Regions from separate parts of the Oryctolagus cuniculus genome. Here regions 2 and 3 are each linked to region 1. The links are chromatin contacts, called in public Hi-C and Micro-C maps. All regions are on one chromosome and are shown on one strand. The core of a region is the stretch at or near the end of the contact, and the rest is flanking DNA. Distances in the headings are between cores, read along the strand shown.

Region 1 (4,626 bases), core at 933-3,432:
CCCACCTCTTCCTCAGGAACTCTTCTACTTCTTGCAGGAGGAGGAGCAGCAACCAGAGAACGAAGAAAAAGCACTGTGCACTGACTGAGCTAGACTGACACCTGGGGAGATGGGTCAGAAACTTGGGAGCGCTTGGAACTCAGTCCTCCAGGAAGGATCATGGGTAGGCTTTCTAGGTAGCGAATAGATAGAATTTGCAGGGCCAGGAGCTCCGAATTGTCTGGTTGGGCAGACCTAGGTCCAGGCTACAACTTGAGCAGGTTTCCGTGCAAACACCTTTTAAGATGAACGCATCATAAAGGTGGCAGCTGCTGATCCAATACTCTTTCTGCCTCTGCTCAGAGCAGTTGGTGCCACAGAGGCATCTCCTGCGCTATAGTTATGCAACCTCACTCGCAGCGGGAGTTATTTCCTGTGCTTCTGGCTGCGCCAGAACTCATGTAACACGCCTACCCTGGGCTTCAATGGAAGTCGTTCTCCATTAACAACCATTCCAGCTTTGGAAGATGAATGCCCTGCACAGCAAACCCCTTGCGCAGTAAGAATCCAGGCACTGGGAATTAAAACACACACACAAACACACACACACACACACACGTTGTGCACGCAGCTAGGGGACAGCAGCAGTGCAACCAGAGGGACAGCAGGCGGAGCTCTTTTTGCACAGTCCCTGCCGGTAAAACCCCCCACTAACTAAAGATGAACTCTTGCCAGCTCCATTCTTTGCAAGGAAGGCGCACACACACACACACACACACACACAGAAGAGGGCCCTCTAGAATTTCCTCCCGGAACACACTATCTTTCCAGTCCGCTCGATCCAGCCACCCGGAGAGTGCAAGCCGAGTAACGGGGAGCAAGCAGCGCGCTGCAACAATGCGCCCTCGCTCGCAGCTCCCCTCGCGGCTCCCACCCCCGCCCCCTCCGCGGCGTGCCAAGAGTTTGGAGCGCGCGCACGCACACTGAGCGCGGCGCATGGCGTATCCCTCCGCCTCCCTCCTCCTCCTCCTCCTCCTCCTCCTCCTCTCCCCGCCCGAGCGGCTCGACAACGATTTGGGAAATGAAGGGAGGAGGGGACTACTTTCCTGAAACTTGCTATGCTGCACACGACTTCGAGTTGCAGTGATTCGCCCGCAGGCCGCAGCTTCTCAGTCCTCCCCTCCACACCTCCTCAGAGCCCAGGCTGCCCAGCTCGGCAGCCCCGCCCTGCGCCTGCTCTAGCCCCGCGGGAAGCCAGCGACCGGGAGAAGTCGCGAGGGACTACTTCGCCTCCTTCTCCCGCGGGCGCCCCCGGTTCGGGCAGCGGCGGCGGCGGCGGCGGCGGCGGAAGGAGCGGGCGGCGTGAGCGCTTCCGCCGCCCCCCTCGCGGCTCCCCTCTAGCGGGCGTGAGGTGCTGGCCCGCGGAGCCGCCGGTGGGCACGGGCTGGCGGGGGACCTGCGGCTGCTCCGCTCCCCTCCCGCTGCTCCTTGGCGCCTTGTCCCCCTTCCTCCCCGGCGCCCGCCCGCCGGCTCGCTCCTCTCTGGCCCGGGTGGGAGCCACCGGCCCGCCTGCCCCTCGCCTCCCGCTCCCCGCCACCCCTCCTCCCCCTCAGGAGGAGTCCCGGCTGGAGCGTGTCTGGAGGAATCCGCCGCCGTGGGGCCCCTCGCCCGTTTCTGTGCGTGCCTGATCAGCAGCGACCCAGGCGCCGCCGGGGTCTGAGCGGCAGCCCAGAGCGGCGAGGCGGGAGATGGTGGGGTGGGCTCCGGCGGGACCGCGCCGCCGCCCGCAGCCTGGGCTCGGTACTCCCCCGCCGGCCCCCACCGGGCGCAGCTCTTCTTCCTCCTCGCCGCATCCCTGAGGGAAGCGCCGCCTCTGCTCCCGGCTTCTCCGCCCGCCCGCCCGCTCCTTCCTGGCCGGACCCCGCGGCGCTCCACCCCGGCGGCCGGAGGAGCAGCTCTCCAGTCAGCCTTTGCAGTCCCCTTACCTTCTTTTTTTTTTTTTTTTCCCCCACCCCTACCTCCCCTCCCCTGGCCGCCTCGGATCCTTCGGCTGGGCGCTGAGGCAGGGGAAGAGGCTGGGGTCGCCACGGAGAAGGTTGCTGCCGCCACCCCCCTGCGGGGGTGGCCGGGGTTCCCGGCTGGGGGGGCACCGTTCCGGGTGAGGCATCCACCATGGTGAGGCCCCTGAGCCGCTGCGCCCGCGCCCCCCCGGCCGCCGCTGCCTCCTGCCCCTCGGTGCTGCTGCTGCTGCCCCCCTGCCTGCTGTTGCTCCTCCATCTCCAGATCGGATCGCGTTGAGGGAAAGATGAGCGAGGAGACGGCGACTTCTGACAACGAGTAAGCGCCTCATTGATCTTGATTGCTAATCCCCCACTCCCCAGTCATTCGTCTGCACTGCCCCAGACCCCTCGAGACTCGGGCGCCCGAAAGCCTGCGCCCCTGGAGAGTTCGGTGCGTCTGCTTCTGGATGTAACTGATTTCTTGAGCCATTTTATTTCATGGCAGCAGCCCTCCGCTCTCCCTGCGTTAACTTGCTTTCTGTCGGGGAAGGGGATTCAGATTCAGTGTTGGGTTGGGATGGCAGTTGTACATCCCTGAGATGGAGTAAGCGGACGGATCGGGACAGTAGCAGTGACCCCTCCGCCTGGGAGACCCTTGGCCTGTCCTCTTTCGTTTTATCGTCAGCCAACATATCTTGAATATATCCATCGTGCTTCCTGTCTGGCTATTTCACTGGGAAACTGATGTGTGGGAGCACCTCCTGTAGCAAACTGCTCTTGAATCTTAATTCGATGAGTCAATGACTCTTAAATACCTATTAAGCCTTCACCCCACCCCCACTCCCCCTTTTAAACTTGTGACCTGTGAGATTCCTGTAAAAAAATGGGGTTAGGGAAACATTTTTGGACTTTAATAGGATTAAGGACTCCTGGGGTGTGGGGGATGTCGAGCTGTTATGTTTACTTTTGGGAATATTGGACGTGTCTTCATCAAGAACATTGAAGAATTTGGAGTTCTAATTTTTGTCCTTGGGTTGTGTTAAAATACTCCGGTTTCCGTTAATTGAACAGAATTTTACGTTGCTTAACATGTTGGTGACTTCATCAACTTCTAGAGCATTCTGGCTTAAGTTTTGCTTATTTTGGGATGTCCCCATGTTTTCCAAACTATTTGCCTTTTTAAACATTTGACTTTAACGTAACAGCTGCCTGGAGGAATAATGGTGTTGGGCACGGTTTTCTATGGAGAAGGGTTTTAATTCCGTGCAGGATGTTAGCATCCGTTTCCTTGTCATTCAGTTTAAGTTTTGTTTGTCTTTGGCGGGTTGGAAAGAGTTAAGTGAGTTCGGACTAGCCTTTAGGATGCATTCCTCTAAATAAAGTGCATTCCTCAAGTCAGACCTTTTTGAGAAAAAGCTTTAAAAGTCCAATGCCGAGGTCTGTCGTACATGCCAAGTAGCGTCTACCCCCAACCCCCAACCCCCAACCCGCTTTAAGAGCACAAGCTTCTGATGTGCGGGTGTAGAAGGAGGTAGATTGCTGCAGTGTCAGTGCAGCCTAGAAGCAGAAGTGGCCGCCATGTTCTCTCGCTTTTTGTGAATCGCCCTCATTTGCATAGCACAGTCTTCATTCATAAAAAAAATAATTAAACATCTATCACCTTGGACATCTTGAAAGAATTTCCCAAGGAAAAATTCGAAGCTTGTTTGTCTGTCTTCGTGTAGCTGTTTGAGTTCAGGAAATAAGGAGAATTTGAAGTTTCAGATTAAATTTAAAAAACATACGCACACATAAACAACTACCCCTGTTCTCAGAATGTTGACACGGTTATGTGGGAAATATCAGTTCGGGGAGGTGCTGGGATCACGTGATCGCCTCCATTCATAAAATACCTGGCTGTCCATTCACAGTGCAGTACACTGTCTCACTGCCTTCCGCAGATTAGACTTACTTTGAGGGAGATCAAGAAGTCTATCTAAGATAATACTTGGTTAAGAGAAAAGCTGCTGAAAATACTGAACGCAATGACAGTAACTTTTATTAATCTTGCATGCAAGTAGCTCAATTCAAAAATGTTAAGTTTTATTTTACAGATGAGAAGGGATTTATCAGTTTAGTTCCAAGTGTTGAATATTTCTTGTGGCTTCAGATAATTGGACAGCAAATGATGGAATGTGAATTGACACAGGTGCTAAAATATGGTTACTAAATGAGTCCTTTTCTTGTACTGGGCATGGGTGTATTGAGAGTGCATAAGTTTTTTATGTGGTGATATCAGTGGATGCTACTGCTATTATACTAAAATGAGAAGATATTACCACTGAATTAATCTCCAAGATGTTGATGTTTGAAACACCAAATGGTAATTTTCACTGGGAGGATTGCTCTTTTTTTTTTTTTTTTAATTTTAAATGTATTTAGTATGTGATAACTTGGAAAATAACTCACCCAGATATTTACAGATCTGGTTTTACAAATTTATTCTGCTTTACTAGTAAATTATTACTTAGCTTTGTAGTACTATTAATTTCGGTAAGATAAGAATAATAGTTTTAAGTGTATAATAATTTATATACAGTATTAACTCTTTATAGAACAAAATCTTGCAGGTTTTACTTAGGAAAAAAACTTTTATTTTAGAAAATGG
Region 2 (4,626 bases), core at 1,331-3,830, 250 kb before region 1:
CTGTACCACATTCAATGTGAGTTTTAAGATTTGTTTATTTATCTGAAAGGCAGATTTACAGAGAGAGGGAGAGGGAAAGACAGAGAGACAATGAGAGGTCTTCCATCTGCTGGTTCACTCCACAAATGGCCACAAAAGCCAGAGCTGGGCCAATCCCTTGCCAGGAGCCAGGAGCAATGCCACAGTGCCAGCCTCTATATGAGCTCTAAAGGTTAGGTATTCTCAGGGCTTTTGAGTCTATATCATCCCCTGGGCATGCACTTTTTTTTTATTTAATGAATATAAATTTCCAAAGTACAGCTTATGGATTACAATGGCTTCCCCCCCATAACACCCCTCCCACCCGCAACCCTCCCCTTTCCCACTCCCTCTCCCCTTCCATTCACATCAAGATTCATTTTCTATTCTCTTTATATACAGAAGATCAGTTTAGCATACATTAAGTAAAGATTTCAACAGTTTGCTCCCACACAGAAACATAAAGTGAAAAATACTGTCTACGGCCATACCACCCTGAACGCGCCCGATCTCGTCTGGGCATGCACTTTATCATTTATCAATTCTCCTCTCTGTGTGGTTGCTTGTGGATGTCTCAGACTTTAAATATCTGGTTCCCAAAGGAGAAAAAAATAATAGTGATGAAAGAGATGGAGGGTGGAGGGAGAATTTCAAAGGCTGCTGGCCCTTTAAATTTCCTGGAAGTTGATTCAGCTGCAGGGAGAGGGCCTTGCAGTGCTGTGAAGATGGTGCAGCAATGACTGTCCCCCATCTGCACCTCCAAGATCAGAAGAAGCAATTACTGCTCAAAACACAGATCTCCAACTTTCAAGACGAGCTCGCATAAGAGATCCGTGCATGTTGCCTGGCCCTGGGGCTGAGGGTGGAAGATGGGCATCTGCCACTGTGCTAAGAACTAAAATTATCCACAATTTACTGGTCCACGCCTTCCTCTGGAAACTGTAAGCCTTCAAATAGACTTCAGAGTTCCAAAAGTTGCATCAGACAGATTCTGACAATTCTATTGTTTACCTGGGTGTGGAGACAGATTCCTGGGGCTTCCTACTCTGCCGCCTTCCCAACCCTAACTCAGGACAGAAGTTAGAATCTTCTACAGTGCAAGGGTCTACTGCCAGTGTCTCCCAGCTGGAGGGTGAGGGAATTAACAGAATTACTCAGATTACCCAGTGACAGAGAAAGGGAGTCCTCCAGTGAAAGAGTGGTGATACCAGTGGCATTCGAGAGGCTCCCACACCTTCATTAGCAGGTTTCCAAATTAAAATAGGTATAACAAAAAAAAAAGAGCAATGGAATATCCAGCTCAGAGAGTAAGGAGATATAGAGGAGAAGAGGCATGGCAAGATTTTCTCATGGCTAGTACAAAGACAGCAGTCATAATTTCCCTGAGTTGGAGTTCTAGTGTTCCCATGGGTTTTTTTTGTTATGGTGTCCCTACTCTCAGGAATGTCAAGGGGGCAGTTAAATTGCCCAATGCCAAAAAGTTACTAAATATAGGACTTGGTAATCATTGTAATTAATTGCATTTTGTTTCATTCAGTCTCTCAGATTCCCACTGCTTGAGAATCTTTGGGATCCTAAATCTGTTTACCATGTCAGCTGGCCCTCCCAGCTTCCTGTCACTTAAGGGCAATAAATGACCTTCTACAGAAGGAGGTGATTGTAGTCCCAAAAAAGTCCCTCCAGATGGTCATCAGTCCACACTCAAGGAGCTCTCTCCACCTGAATTCCCAATATGTTAATGCTGATGGTTGTGGGAAGCAGGCCAGGGACAGGAAGGCCTCAAGGGGATGTATAAAGACATTCGTCACTGTGGGAGTGAGAACTCTTCTGTCTCCCACCACTCTAATAACTCTCCAAAGGGAGCAAATGTGAGCACACCTTGTCAGGTTTCTACAATTAAGCTTACCGTTCTAAGAGCTGGTAGACCTGTTTACAGTTAGGGTGTTATATGAAGGAAAGAACAGGACTAGAAGAGTAGTTGTGAAATGTTAAGTGGTGCTAGCTTTTTTTTTTTTTTTTTTTTTGAGAGGCAGAGTGGACAGTGAGAGAGAGAGACAGAGAGAAAGGTCTTCCTTTGCCGTTGGTTCACCCTCCAATGGCCGCCGCAGCCAGCGGACCGCGCTGATCCGAAGCCAGGAGCCAGGTGCTTCTCCTGGTCTCCCATGCGGGTGCAGGGCCCAAGCACCTGGGCCATCCTCCACTGCACTCCTGGGCCACAGCAGAGAGCTGGCCTGGAAGAGGGGCAACCGGGACAGAATCCAGTGCCCCGACCGGGACTAGAACCCGTGTGCCGGCACCGCAAGGTGGAGGATTAGCCTAATGAGCCGCAGCGCCGGCCAATGTGCTAGGTCTTTATAAACAGCTTTCACTACCTCCACGTACTGGAGCTGACTCCCAACGCCCGTGTTCTAAGCATTCTGGAAGTGAGGGGGAAAAAAAAACCTGCAAAAGGAGAGGGACTAGCCTCACTCAGCTCCAAGAATCTGGGTGCCAACTGCACAGGAAAAATTACTCTGGAGCCAAAAATCTTTATCCTATCTGCACCAGTCTCCTACCATGAGCTTATGATCTAAAAGTACAGTCAATAGGGCTTCTCTTTATTTTCCCACCCTTTTGTCTTCATTATGACTCCATAAGTGACAGAAAAAACCTTTATCTCCTGTTTCCAGTCCATGGGAGACAGACCACGTGGTTTGTAAAATTCTTTTGACTCTGTAACCAGATGTTACTTTTCCCCTACTGTAACCTGTGTTTTCTTTAGCCAGTAAAGGTCAGAAAGTCCCCTCAGTAGCAGACACTGGTATTTCTCAGAGTCCAAATTGGTAGCTTTCTCTTGAGAGTCCAGTGGCTAATTCCAAACAATACGCTCCATCTGGTAAAAGCTGCTCTGTGAATCTTCCGCTGTCACTTGCCTGCAGCTTGGTCAGCCATTCTGTAGAAGTGCACAATCCTTGGGAGCCCAGCAGTTTATGACACTGCCGAAAATATTATTTTTATCACTGGGCTGCTCTGCGATGACTCAGAACAGAGTTAAGAAACAGATGAGAAGATAGCAAAACTGTCTCCAGAGGCATGGAGCACGGGCTGTTACGCAACCTGAAGAACCGCCATCTGCGCTTCAGCCACATGGTGGTGCTCGCCTCCAAACTATTGCCCTTCTCATTATTCCAAGACTACTTTCTTCTCAGAAATGGAAAATCTCTACACTACACTTTGGTCAAGACATCACTCTTCTAAGGGAAAATTTATTCTGCACATAAGCACCAAAAAGAAATGGGTTTTTCCCTGCCCTCACCCCACTTCTCAGGGCGAATAGAAGGAGCCAAATCACCTTTCTGTTATTTAACTCACTGATTCGATCTTTTCAACCCTGGGGCAAAAGAGTGACTCATGCTAGACACTTGGACGTGTGCAATCTTGGCACAGAATCTAATTACGCCTGGGAGGGAGCTGGGTGGCTTGATGGGGCTCGGGGTGGGGCAGGGGGTTCTTCAACTACTGATCTCAGGGCCTTGTTAAGTGCTGCCTGGAACCCAAGATGGAAGCAGCAGATATTTCACTGGTGTTGGCTGCCCTGGCTAATGGGCAGGGAAGACCAGAAAGTAGTTTTGAGCTTTAAAACCCCAAAATAAGCTCTCCCCCTGTCAATATGAGCAAGTTGAACCAGCTGTCTAAATTATGCAATCTAAATCTTTTGTTTAAATGTTTAAATTTAGGAGGAATATTGTTAAGAATGCTAAATAGGGCTTAGGCAACATAGAAGATTCCAAATGCATCCAATTACCGGGTAAATACACAATTTTTTTTTTAATGTGGTACCTGTCAACACCAAAAAGCACTCTCAACCTGAGAAAAAGAAAGCTAACAGAAGTCCTTTAGTGATTCTCTTGTCTAAGAACTAATACTAACACTAATACCACTACTAATACCAATAACAGCATGACCATGAGCTCAGTGTGTCTGCAGGGCTGGGCCCAAACACTGACAGCTTGATGGCACCTATGATTTGGAGCTGGCACAAGGTACCACTACCCATTATACAGAAATATTCCTCTATGGCCTGCCATGAGCTTTTGACCCTGTTATACCTTTAAAACCTCCAACTTTAGATAAAAGCTGCTACAAGCATATCCCTATAGCATTGATCTTAAAATACACAGCTTAACTGAGAAGGAAGAGAAGACCCAAAGAAAAATTCCCATTAGGAAGAATTTCATTAGGTTGGCTAATTTCCTCCCAGAAGGGAAGGAACTAGATCCTGAAAAGATAGCATTTAGAAAAACTAAGTGCCAATGAAAACCAAGGAGTTCAGCAGTCATAAGTTCTGGGGCCAAGGAATGACTTGGGGTACAAGCAAAACCGAATCTGAGGATTTCTCTGTTTATCCCACATCAGGCACAGCAAAGTGATAGCTCACGGACCCAGTTCAATACATGGCTGCACTTGTTCAACTCACACTGTGTTTTTAAAAATCTTTCATTTGTCAGAAACATTAAAAATCCCTAGAGGTATCATTTAAAAACCTAGGTTTGGGGCTTCTTTTTTAAAAATGGAAAGTTTTGTCACCACTGGATGGAATTCTCTCATGAGGACAATTACTCAAAACAG
Region 3 (4,626 bases), core at 1,575-4,074, 180 kb before region 1:
GTGCCGATCCAAAACCAGGAGCCAGGTGCTTCCTCCTGGTCTCCCATGTGGGTGCAGGGCCCAAGGACCTGGGCCATCCTCCACTGCCTTCCGGGCCACAGCAGAGAGCTAGACTGGAAGGAGGAGCAACCGTGACTAGAACCCGGGGTACCAGTGCCGCAGGCAGAGGATTAGCCTAGTGAGCCGCGGCGCCGGCCTGAATCCCCTATTTTCACACATTTTATTAATTTTGACTAAAACTACTATGTTAACTGCCATTATCTTCTATGAGAAGTCAGAAACAGAGCCCCAAGTACTGGTGGTCCAGAGATTGACCAAGAGAGAGAAAAGGTGTAGAAACAGAGGTAAGAACCCTGGGCCAGCCATTTGGCCATCAGGGAATGTCACAGGGCTCCAGGCCTCTTCATTTACTTTTATCAACAAACCAACCAACCCCCATTCACCTTTTAAACTTCTATTTCATCTTTACTACTATGTTTCCAATATGAGCACTACTTTGTCAACAAATCCTTATCCCTCTACTTGAGTACCAAAACCAAGACACAAGACTCCCTCTAGAAATACAGTTGAGTTCCTCCTCCCAACATGTCCAAGGTCTTAGCGGTAGTTTGAAAGGAGGCAACACTGCTGACTTGAGTCACGCAGTTGCCTAAATGTGATCCCCACTGCCCTGGGGATCAGGCTCAACACAGGGTCATGATCCCATGTACCAGTTTAGGCTCAAAAAGGTCCAAATGCTCAACACCCCACAAGAGTGCCTGGTGGAGCTGGACCCTTACTCGTGGCTCCCCTTTGAGTCTCTAAATAGCTACTGAGAGCCTTCTGCAGAGGCTGGAGTCAGCAAGACGCAGGTCTTGCCCTCCCTTTGAGGGACAAGGAATGTTAAAGGTCTAGGACACACAGTGATAAAGAGGATGACCTGGGAGCTGGGGCAGACTGCACACAGTGGCAGGAAACCAGACCTAAACCTTCAGACACCCAAGGCACTGGGAAGACCAGGGGTGTTTGCACATGTGTGCGTGCCCACAGACTATATGCACCCTACAGCGTGCTCTCCCAGTCAGGGGAGTCCTGCCTTAAACTGTGTCTTCTGGTTCAGATGGGGGTTTGCGGAGGAGAGGGTTGGAGAGTCAGAGATGAGCAATCCTGGGGACCACTGAGTATGTGAAGGTGTGCAGGGAAGAGGCAGCCTGGCCGGGGGGGAGGGTGGGTGGGGTGCTGCTGCCGCTGGGAGATACCGCAGGGGAGGCTGCAAGTGTCTTGGAGGACCCAGCCAGGCAAATTTTGTTGGTCACCCTAAGAGCTTGGAGTTTACCAAGAGCAGGTCACTAGGAGTCTACTGCAAGCAGCAGAGGGAGGGACACACCCTGACAGGGTCAGTGTCCAAATCCCGGATTCGTCCCATCCCATTCATTCCCACTGCTGGTGTTAGGCACGGCTGAGCTGGGGGCAGAGTTCAAAAGTTCTGAAGAGCAAGAAGGAAATGGGTTCGTGTCCTCAGTGAACCAGGACACACCAGAGCCTCTCCCGCTGCTGTCCTTGCTCCCAGGAGCACAGGCTGAGGCCTGGGCTGCGCGACGCAATAGCCCAGGGAGGTCGCACAATGGTGAGCCTTTTTCTTTCTTTGTCTTTTGAGATGAAGTCCGCAGAACACAAACTTAACCATTCTAACGTGAACCACCCAATGGTATACAACTTCTACTTAGACCTACTTGTAAAACATTTCGAGTCCCCGACCCCTTCAGCAGTCACTCCCTCTTGCCGCCTTCTCCTGAGGCCCTTCCCCAACAACCATACACCAGATACAGGCAATCACTAATCTTTATTTCTGTCTCTTTACATTGACCTGGATATTTTTTTAAAGATTTTGGTTAAAGTCAGAGTTACACAGAGAGGAGAGGCACAGAGAGACAGAGAGAGAGAGAGAGAGGGGTCTTCCATCCAATGGTTCACTCCCCAATTGGCCGCAATGGCCAGAACTGCGACGATCTGAAGCCAGGAGCCAGGAGCTTCTTCCAGTTCCCCCACATGGGTGCAGGGACCCAAGGAATTGGGCCATCTTCTGCTCTCCCAGGCCACAGCAGAGAGCTGGATCAGAAGAGGAGCATCCGGGACTAGAACCAGCACCCATATGGGATGCCGGTGCTTCAGGCCAGGGCATTAACCCGCTGCACCACAACGCTGGCCCCTTCTATAAATGGTATCATACAATTTGAAGACAAAAAAACTGTGGAAAGCACATTCTTTTAAGGTTAAAATTAAACAGGTACATCTGACTTTTTTTTTTTTTTTTTTTTTTTTTTTTTTGGTGGCAGCAAACTCTGGGTGTTTGTCAAGCTTGACCTGGCTGCCCAGAAAATCCATACCTGTCCACAGAGGCCCTGGAGCCTCTGAGTGGCAAGCTACAAGCAGAAGAAAAATGGAGCAAATGAGCCACACAGCCCCAGCGCTTTGTTTCCAGAAGTCACACATGTGCATTTCCAGAATCTCAGAGGCTGGGCATGATGGGAAATAGGGGAAGAACGATGTGGTCCTGGGTGGGGCAGGGGAGGGAGGGAGAGCCATGGGCCTGAGTGGCTTGCTCTTGTTAAATTCCCCTATTGGGTCCGCGTACTGCCTCTTCACCGCCTACCAGGGTTTGCCTAACCTCATCCACATTGAAAAGTCTATGGAAAAACAGGAGGGCCTTTCAGGGGGAAACTCATTCATGTTTGGACTCGGGCAGACTCGGGAACCTTTAATAGCACTGCCATTACCCAGTGGCGCACACCGCAGAGCAGCCAGCACGCTCTCCCTCAACGGGCACAAAATTTCCTCTGGAATTTACAGAGCAGAAACCTTAAACACACATCGCCATAAGAACCAGGTTACATAATGTCTCCATCACCCTCCTGACAGCTACAATTATGAGTCAATCCCTGGTTTAAATATGAAACCGGAAGCTCCGTATTTCCCCTCTGACTATGTGGCAGGCTAAGTTGAGTTCTCCAGGCCTGTCAGTGTGGAGATCTGAGCTGCTCCCACAGTCACTAATTTAGCCTGAGCCCAAATGACGGGGTAATTAAAAGCAGGGCTGCAGAGGCCCACTCCAGGACCAGATGTTCTCCTTGTCTAACCGTTGCCCACATAAGGAACAGAAATAGTGCCCCCTCCCTAATTTTCCTTTTTCTTCACCCTCTCCAGCTAATTTCCTGCTTCTGATCTTTCAGTCCCGTGAACTAAAATAAAAATAAAAACTCTTACAGAAAGATGACATGTTATTGGACACATGACTGTAAGTTGCAATGTGCTCTTCCAGTCCCCTCTTTGTACTTCTTGAAGCATTCCAGCTCCTAAGACGCGAAGTTGCCCTGGCAACCTCACATGACTACAGCTCTGCAGAGCCCCACCCAAAGGCAAGAGCTCATTTAAGTCAACACAGGCCACCCCGGCACTTAGTAGCCCAAAGACTGAGTAAATAGCACTGCCTTTTGGTTTTTTAGGAGCCAAAGACTGGCTGAATGACGCAGCCCCTCCCCTTTTATTGCCCAAAACACAGGACAAATAAAAGTCTCCACCCTAACTTCCAGAGAACCCTGACTAAGAAGGCCATGGGTCATCTGGTAAATAAAGGAGAGGTCTTCTCTTCATTTTTCCGGCTGCTGGACAAACAACAGGCAGGAAAAAAGGGAAGTTGAGCTAAGAACGTACGCCTTCCCAACATGGATAAGCGGCATGTGCTGGTGCTCTTCTGATCTTATCAAATCGGATGAAGCGGCTTTGGCATTCCCCCGGGGATCTAGATTCTGATCACTCTCTCAGCTGCAGGCTTCCCTGGCATGGGCACACCAGAGGTCTCGAGGGCGATCTTGGGAATCAAAAGAACAGAAATCCAATTCTGTCGCTACAGTTCCTGACCACAGATAAGCCACTTTACTTCTCAGGGTAATTTCTTAATCTTCAGTTGAGAATGATAATCTCTATTTTCCTCTCTTCAGCTATCTGTCTCTGCAAACTCTACTGTCACCAACAACTCCCAGGCAGGCGGAATTCCAGGTTTTCAGATTAAAGGAGCTACCAAGTCATGAGGGTTTCCAGACAAATGGATATTATTCTTTAAAAAGCAAATCTACAATTATGATACATGATTGTTCACCTGGGATTTTTGACTTACCAATGTAACTAAACAAGAACCTTCTACTCCTGCTTCACCAATCCCTTCTGGCTCATGCATGATTTGCTAGAGTCCAGTGGATTGACCCAAGCCAAGGCCATCTAATGGCCAAGCTGAAACAAAGATAAAGCTGCATTAAAAAAAAAAAAATAACGTAAATTGGAAGGAGATAGAAGTACGCAACGACTGGAGAAAACACAAACTCTGAAAAGTGAGGGGCACTTCTGTTACTGTTGTATGATCTTTATGCTCTCCAAAGTCACCTTCTGTAGAGAATTATATTGTGGGTTATGTCCACCTGATTAAACAGGCAGGCATTAAGCAGTCTGAAAAAGTCACAACTCTCAAGGATTATGTCCACGTTAAGACAAAATGGTAGGCCGGCTCCGCGGCTCACTAGGCTAATCCTCCGCCTTGCGGCGCCGGCACACCAGGTTCTAGTCCCAGTCGGGGCGCCGGATTCTGTCCCGGTT

What was found. Hi-C and Micro-C count contacts between places; a contact is called where the count stands out from the background.
Region 2: a contact with region 1 is called in a Micro-C map of ear pinna, with 4 times the contacts expected there. The contact joins the enhancer-like site here to the promoter of SPRED1 in region 1. A contact is called at or near these places in 3 of 6 Hi-C or Micro-C datasets (ear pinna, psoas muscle and an unstated tissue).
Region 3: a contact with region 1 is called in a Hi-C map of an unstated tissue, with 1.7 times the contacts expected there. The contact joins the enhancer-like site here to the promoter of SPRED1 in region 1. A contact is called at or near these places in 3 of 6 Hi-C or Micro-C datasets (ear pinna, skin fibroblasts and an unstated tissue).

The regions. Positions count from the first base shown.
Region 1 is chr12:61,318,637-61,323,262 of mOryCun1.1, forward strand. SPRED1 (sprouty related EVH1 domain containing 1) reads left to right here and starts at 2,183. Exons shown (of 7, transcript XM_008269229.4): 1 at 2,183-2,316. The coding sequence starts at 2,285.
Region 2 is chr12:61,070,376-61,075,001 of mOryCun1.1, forward strand. No RefSeq gene overlaps it. Among named protein-coding and RNA genes, the nearest start is that of TMCO5A, 25 kb to the left of the region's middle. Within about 2 kb of position 2,581, at least 2 of the 8 cell types and tissues checked have an H3K27ac peak or open chromatin away from gene starts, as enhancers often do. A contact at or near this core is called in ear pinna, where this site is marked.
Region 3 is chr12:61,139,172-61,143,797 of mOryCun1.1, forward strand. No RefSeq gene overlaps it. Among named protein-coding and RNA genes, the nearest start is that of TMCO5A, 94 kb to the left of the region's middle. Within about 2 kb of position 2,825, at least 2 of the 8 cell types and tissues checked have an H3K27ac peak or open chromatin away from gene starts, as enhancers often do. A contact at or near this core is called in ear pinna, where this site is marked.